2 separate regions of the Lactuca sativa genome follow, and region 1 is linked to region 2. The links are chromatin contacts, called in public Hi-C maps. All regions are on one chromosome and are shown on one strand. The core of a region is the stretch at or near the end of the contact, and the rest is flanking DNA. Distances in the headings are between cores, read along the strand shown. Region 1 holds the start of LOC128132856. Region 2 holds the start of LOC111879748 (transcription factor MYB16).

Region 1 (3,520 bases), core at 466-2,965, 330 kb before region 2:
AACCTAACTGACCAACTCAGCAGGGTGTCTTCAAAAAGTGAAGAGAGAAGGATGTGGATTGAGCTGAAGGAGGCGGAGTTAACTAGGGCTAGGGATGAAAGTATTTATTTGAAATGAGACAATTTAAATTTTTTGAAACAAAGGAATGTTTTTTATTTAATTGCTAAGCGCTTATATACTAATATTGCTCAATTGCATTTAAGTTGTGAAATAGCGAAAAAGATTCATAAGATGATCTTACCCTTCCTTGAATTTAAGGAGGATGAGGTCCTTGCTGAGTGTGAATCAATAGTGTCCTCAGAAGAGACATCTAATGCTTACAAAATTGGACTGGATAAAATAGAGACCTTCATTGACTCTAAGGAACATAAATGTATGCTCAAAAATCTTTTAGAAGAAAATGATAGGTTAAAAATTAAGTCCGAAACCATTCAATCATTTGACTCGTCTGACGCTAAATTAATTTCATAAAATAAAATGAACATAGAAAATATGTATGAATTTGATGAAGAAAGTGAGATGAGCGAAATCTCAGTTGAAGACATGGTTGATTTCTCTGAGTTCATGAAAAGCGAAACCGAAAATGAGAAACCCCTCATTTCTGAAAATTCGGTGGAATACGCTCGCCTGTCAAAGGACAAGCCACAAAAACTCAAGGAGAAAGAAATGGTTTATAATAAGGTTCAAACTGTGCCGAATCAAGTCTATGCTGTTATAGGAGTCACTGGAAAACAAACGGCAGAGTTAAAATCTTAGTTGACAAAGACAATGCTGAAGGGTGCGACGATTACTTCTGGTCAGCCCCTATTGACAACACAGACGAAACCATTGGCTTATCTGAGCAAACTTCATGGAGAGTTAAAGGAAGATACGTTGCTGAACCTATCAACAAACCCTCGAGTTTCGACAAACCAAGCACAAGTGGAACAAAAGAAATCCCTGAAGAACCAATGAGAGAACCAGTTATTCCAACTAAGACAACCAAAAATCAAAGGAAAAAGCCAAAATCAAGTTTCAACATTCACAAATCTCAGAAGGAGTTAGCTGAAAAGAAACGCCAAAGAAATCATAGATACAATAAAAATCTGAATGAGCGAAAACGTTATTGGCAATCTCAAAACCCCAACTACGTACCTCCTAAGAAAGAATCAATTGACAAACGAAAATAAAATTTCAATCCAAATTCCTACTATTCCAAAGCTCAGAACCGAATGTCTAGTTTCGGTCCAAACGTCAAGGCTAACAACCAATCGTCTACTTTCAGTTCCAACATCAGCACTCAGAAACGAAAGTCAAGTTTCGGTCAAAAGTCTAGTTTCGGTCCTTCCAACTCCCAAAGAAAATTCAATTTAGTGAAGGACATCAAAGGAAAGAGAAAACTTGATTCTGATTTTGATATCAAAAATAAGAAAAAGTCAGCTAAACCTAGGATTCAAAAGAAAACACCAAGACCATCTAACAACACACCATCGAATACACCAAAATTTAAACAAGATAAAACCAAAATGAAGGTGTATACCATCAAAAGAAAAGATCAATCCACTCTAATAAAAAGAACTTATTTGGTTGATGTTTCTACTGCAATTCCTTTTTCTGTGAAAAACTCACAAGGACCCAAGAAACTTTGGGTTCCTAAATCTTCTTGAATGTGTAGGTGATAAGTGACGAGCAGTTCGATGATGAATGATATATAGACAGTGGCTACTCGCGTCACATGACAGGAAGGAAGGAAGAGCTGAGGGAGTTTCAGTCCCTAAAGGATGGTGGATGTGTGAAGTATGGCAATAACTCATATGGCACAATCAAAGGATATGGTATGATAACCAATGGAGACTTTTCTATTCGAAAAGTAGCTTATGTGGAAGGATTGCAGCATAACCTCACGAGTGTGTCACAATTACTTGTGGGAACAGGTTTGAAGGTTTCATTCGATGATGAGGGCTCTGAAATAATTGAGAAGCAATCCAAAAAGGTTTTGTTAAAGTCTGAACGCAAGGGAGAGATGTATCCTTTGAATCTCAACCCAATTCGAGGAAAACCAGCCATATACCTGCTATCAAAGGCAAACACTGATGAAAGCTGGTTGTGGCATCGACACCTATCGCACCTGAACTTCAAAGACATTAATAAGTTGGTGCTTGGTGACCATGTTCGAGGCCTTCCTCTTCTCAAGTTTGATAAGGAACATCTGTGTGCAGCGTGTGCGATGGGTAAACAAAGCAGAAAGATCCATCCTACACGAATTAATACAAAGATAGTTGAAGCTCTTGACCTTCTGCACATTGAATTATGTGGACCTTCGGCTATCGAAAGATTCGGTGGAAGTAAGTTCATTCTTTTCATAGTAGATGATTTTTCACACTTCACCTGGGTTTTCTTTCTTAAACAGAAATCAGATGCGATGCCCAAGTTGAAGTCGTTCATCAAGCAAGTGAAAGTACAACTACGAATGCTGGTGAGAAACATTAGAAGCGACAACAGGTTGGAATTTAAAAATAAAGATTTAGAGGATTTTCTGGCTGACAAGGGGATATCTCACAACTTCTCAGCCCCATATACCCCACAACAGAATGAGATTGTTGAAAGACGAAACCGTTCCCTTTGTGAGGCAGCCAGAACCGTGCTAAGCTTCGCTTCTCTACCACTATACTTTTGGGCTGACGCAATTGCAACCACGTGCTACACTCAGAACCGATCCTTGCTCAACAAAAGATTCTCAATCACTCCATATGAGATTCTAAACAATCGAAAGCCCAATGTTAAATTTTTCCATGTGTTCGGTTCAAGGTGTTTCATCTTTAATTCAAAAGAGAACTGCAATTAGTTTAACATCAAAGCTGGTGAGGGAATTTTTCTTGGTTATTCACTCACTTCAAAGGCATACAAAGTCTTGAACAAACGATCCAAACGAATTGAAGAAACATATTATGTAACCTTTGATGATAATTACATGAAGAAAGTTCAAAGGAGCAATACTGCCTTGGGGGAAATATTTCCTGAATCAGGACAAGTCTCGGTTCCAATATCCAACTTGTTTGAAGGGTACATTCAGCTATTTGTTCGGTTCAAGGTGTTTCATCTTTAATTCAAAAGAGAACCGCAATTAGTTTAACGTCAAAGCTGGTGAGGGAATTTTCCTTGGTTATTCACTCACTTCAAAGGCATACAAAGTCTTGAACAAACGCTCCAAATGAATTGAAGAAACATATTATGTAACCTTTGATGATGATTACATGAAGAAAGTTCAAAGGAGCAATAGTGCCTTGGGGGAAATATTTCCTGAATCAGGACAAGTCTCGGTTCCAATATCCAACTTATTTGAAGGGTACATTCAGCTATTTGATGAACCAGAGAAAGCAGAAAACTCATAAGCGAAAGCAGTAGACAACAAAATCGACAATCTCAAAAAGATCATTGATGAAGCTGCTAAAGAAATGGAAAGTGAACCTCCTAAACCGACAGGTGGTCAACCCTCCAATGACTCTCCAAACAACGGGTCAATGCTTAAGGGGGAGAGTTC
Region 2 (3,727 bases), core at 565-3,064:
TGCCATTTTTTTCTGCATTCTGTTCTTGGTCTCGTTTTCCTCTCGGACATTCTTCAATTTCGCGTGTCATTTCCAATTTGGTGGAATAGAAATTGCTTGTTGGACCGGTGCTAGCCTATCCTCCCTCCAAGACCACCACAAGGCCGCCACAGCCCCAAAATCCGACGATATTTAGCTAAATTCCTAAATTGCCCCCAATCAAAGGTCAAATTCCTCATCTTTTTTTTATGATTTTTCTGTTTTTGTGTTCATTTAGATGATAACTTGTGAATAATTTTCAATTTTGTTGAGTGATATGTTATTATTTTGAGATAGGAAGTTGTTGTGCATTTTGTTGGATTGTATGCATTTTGTTGGATGAAATTTAGATGTATAAATTTGTTGAATGAAATTTAAATGTATAAATTTGTATGAAATTTAGATATATAAATTTGTATGAAATTTAGATGTATAAATTTGTTGAATGAAATTTAGATGTATAAATTTGTATGAAATTTAGATGTATAAATTAAGATGTATAAATTTTGTTGGATTGTATGCATTTTCAATTTCATTCAATTTTGTTGAATGAAATTTAGATGTATAAATTTGTATGAAATTGGATGAAATTGGAATATGCAAATTGGATGTATACATTTGGCTTAATTGTATGAAATTTGATGAAATTGGAATATGTAAAGTAGATGAAATTGGAATATGCAAATTGTATGAAATTGGATGTATACATTTGGCTTAATTGGATGAAATTGGAATATGCAAATTTGATGTATACATTTGGCTTAATTAGGTTATTAATAGCAACTTACTTCTAGTAATGTATTGTATATGGTTTCAAAGTGCTTAATTTTGTGGCGACACTATGTTATTAGCAGCGACACCCTATTAGTAGCGACAGATAGTATTAGCGGGCGACGCCTTGTATTAGCGGCGACCATGAGTATTAGCGGCGACATTCAGCGTATTAGCGACGAAACAATATCGGCGACGCATTTGCAGTGACATATCGCCGCTAAAGGTTTTAGCGGCGACACGTGTCGCCGCTGTTGCCCAATCTTCTTGTAGTGATATCTAGAACATCCGTTTCGATTCCGGTAATTAATTCTTTTAATTATAATAATAATAATAATAATAATAATAATAATAATAATAATAAATCATTACTCTTTAAATAAACATTATATATCTCAAGAGGGTAAATAGCAATTTCCAAAAACTATTTTAATTAGATAAATTGGCTAAATGGTAGATTCCGTTTATATGCTTAAACCCGAGTGGTCAATTGTGTCAAAAACGTAATGTCTTGATCTGTTATCAAAAGTCGACGCAGCTGTGTATCCATGGCCTTTTTGCTTGATTTAAACATACAAATGCTCAAATCTTTGAAAGCCTCTTAGCCCTTACCCTTAGTAACTTCTCTTAGACCATTTGAATCGCTTCTCCCTCCCTCTTAGCTACCAAACCCGAGAGAAAGACTGAAAAAAGGGTGAGGTCGTCTAGGGTTTTAGTGGGGGAAGAAGACACTTCAAACTCAACATAAACGAAATATACTACTGAAAAAATGTTTAGGGGCATCCTGGGATACCCAGGCTCCAAGGTGGATCCGCCTATAATTAAATATAGAAAAAAAATTATATAACGACATCCAATTAAACCACAAATATTATTATAATTTTGTATCAAAATAAACATTTGTGAAAGATATTTAACTTTTATCGCTTAAATTGATTTACATTTATTATATTATAAATGGATTTTACTGTACTAGCCTTTTAGAACATGAAGAGGGGTATACTAGGCATGTGTAGATGCCACTATAAAATTGCAAATATCAAAAACCTTAGTATTTTGTTTCATCCTTCGGAATTCAAAACCAAGTGAAGTGATCTCCGGCGACGGAGGTGGTTTTCCGATATATAGAAAACTATAAAGTAAGAATAGGTATTAAATGGGACGATCTCCCTGCTGCGATAAGGTAGGACTGAAGAAAGGACCATGGACTCCCGAAGAAGATCAGAAGCTTTTAGCTTACATCGAAGAACACGGCCATGGAAGTTGGCGTGCTTTGCCTTCGAAAGCTGGTTTCACTTCTTTTACTTGCTACTTATATGAATACACATATTATCTTCATACCAAATTGATCATGACAAAAATTTTCTCTTACTTTATTCTGCCTAAGAATACAAATTACTGATTCAAAAACACAAACTAAACAGGACTTCAAAGATGCGGGAAAAGTTGCAGGTTGCGATGGACCAATTATCTTCGACCTGACATCAAGAGAGGCAAATTTAGTCTTCAAGAAGAACAAACGATCATCCAACTTCATGCTCTTTTGGGTAACAGGTATTTTTATCCTTTAACGTGTTATCTCATTATGATTTGTTATACAATAATATAATACAGATCTAATGTGCTTATGTTTATGATTAGGTGGTCAGCCATAGCAACTCATTTGCCAAAAAGAACAGATAACGAGATCAAGAACTACTGGAATACTCATCTGAAAAAGAGGTTGACGAAAATGGGGATAGATCCAGTGAGCCACAAGCCAAAAAACGACACCCTTTTGTGTACTGATGGTCAATCGAAGAGTGTGGCTAACTTAAGCCACATGGCTCAATGGGAGAGTGCTCGGCTCGAGGCTGAAGCCAGATTAGTCAAACAATCTAAGCTTCGATGCCCAGTTGAAAAGCAAGTTGGATCAGTCGATGCATCCATGGCGTCTGTTAAATTATTGGCAACCACCGCCGGGGAACCCACAAGGTGTCTTGATATACTCAAGGCATGGGATAGAGTTTGGGGTGGCAAGCAGAATGACGACGGCGTTAATGGGATCGGAGATATAGAATCACCAACTTCGACACTTTCCACCACTGGCGTCGGAGAGAGTTCCACTAACTTTTTCGAGTTTGTTGGTGGCAATTCATCGGGATCTTGCGATGATGGAGCCACCGGAGAAGATGGTGAAGAGGAGTGGGAGTACAAGGACGAAAACGACATGGAGAATTCGATTCCATTAACTTCTGGGTTCAGTGGAGTAACCATGGCGTCCGATAACAATAATGAACACGTCCCTGGTGGCAATTTCTTAGAGAGTTTTACAGATCTTTTATTGAGCAGTTCCGGCGGTGGTCATCGGAATTTACAAAGTGGTGGTGATTCCGGCAATGATCTCGAACCTAATGGAGTGAACAACAGTAATTACTACGAGGATAATAGTAAGAATTACTGGAATAACATTCTTAATTTGGTGAATTCTTCGATGCAAGATCCTCCTTTGTTTTAGAAGCCCATATCTCACTCGAATTTTTGTTCATTTTTTTTCGACCAAATGCTGTCCTTGAAATGCTTGCATGTGTACGTTGTAAGAACATGTTGATTCCTAGGGTTAATGTCTAGGGTTTTTTTTTTTTTTTTGATTTTTTTGAATTCCGATAGAATTGTGTAATAATTCAAACTCCTATAACTTACTATTTAAAAGGCGTTTATGTTAGACATAATCTTGATGATCCATTATCTATCGAAGGCCTGTTGTACGGCTTGAACTTCATGTTCTTTGTTATCTTATAATCGTATCAACCTTTTGGAAAAGAAAGTGAGACTTACTAATCTAGTCCAAAATGGTGTTTGATTTTGATTTTAATGCTTCTATTGTACTTGTATGCTTCTTTTTCCAATTCTTTCACATGCAATGCTTAATAGCTAGTTGCATTAAAGTAGACTTGGT

What was found. A called contact is a pair of places that touch in the nucleus more often than the background predicts.
Region 1: a Hi-C map of leaf shows a contact between it and region 2, with 8 times the contacts expected there. The contact joins the promoter of LOC128132856 here to the promoter of LOC111879748 in region 2. A contact is called at or near these places in 3 of 4 Hi-C or Micro-C datasets (leaf and seed).

Annotation. Positions count from the first base shown.
Region 1 is chr3:167,261,261-167,264,780 of Lsat_Salinas_v11, reverse strand. LOC128132856 reads left to right here and starts at 1,715. Exons shown (of 3, transcript XM_052769851.1): 1 at 1,715-2,062; 2 at 2,390-2,455; 3 at 3,240-3,371. The coding sequence starts at 1,715. The coding sequence ends at 3,371.
Region 2 is chr3:166,928,264-166,931,990 of Lsat_Salinas_v11, reverse strand. It overlaps LOC111879748 (transcription factor MYB16), which reads left to right and starts at 1,814. Exons shown (of 3, transcript XM_023876185.3): 1 at 1,814-2,078; 2 at 2,214-2,343; 3 at 2,431-3,643. The coding sequence starts at 1,946. The coding sequence ends at 3,286.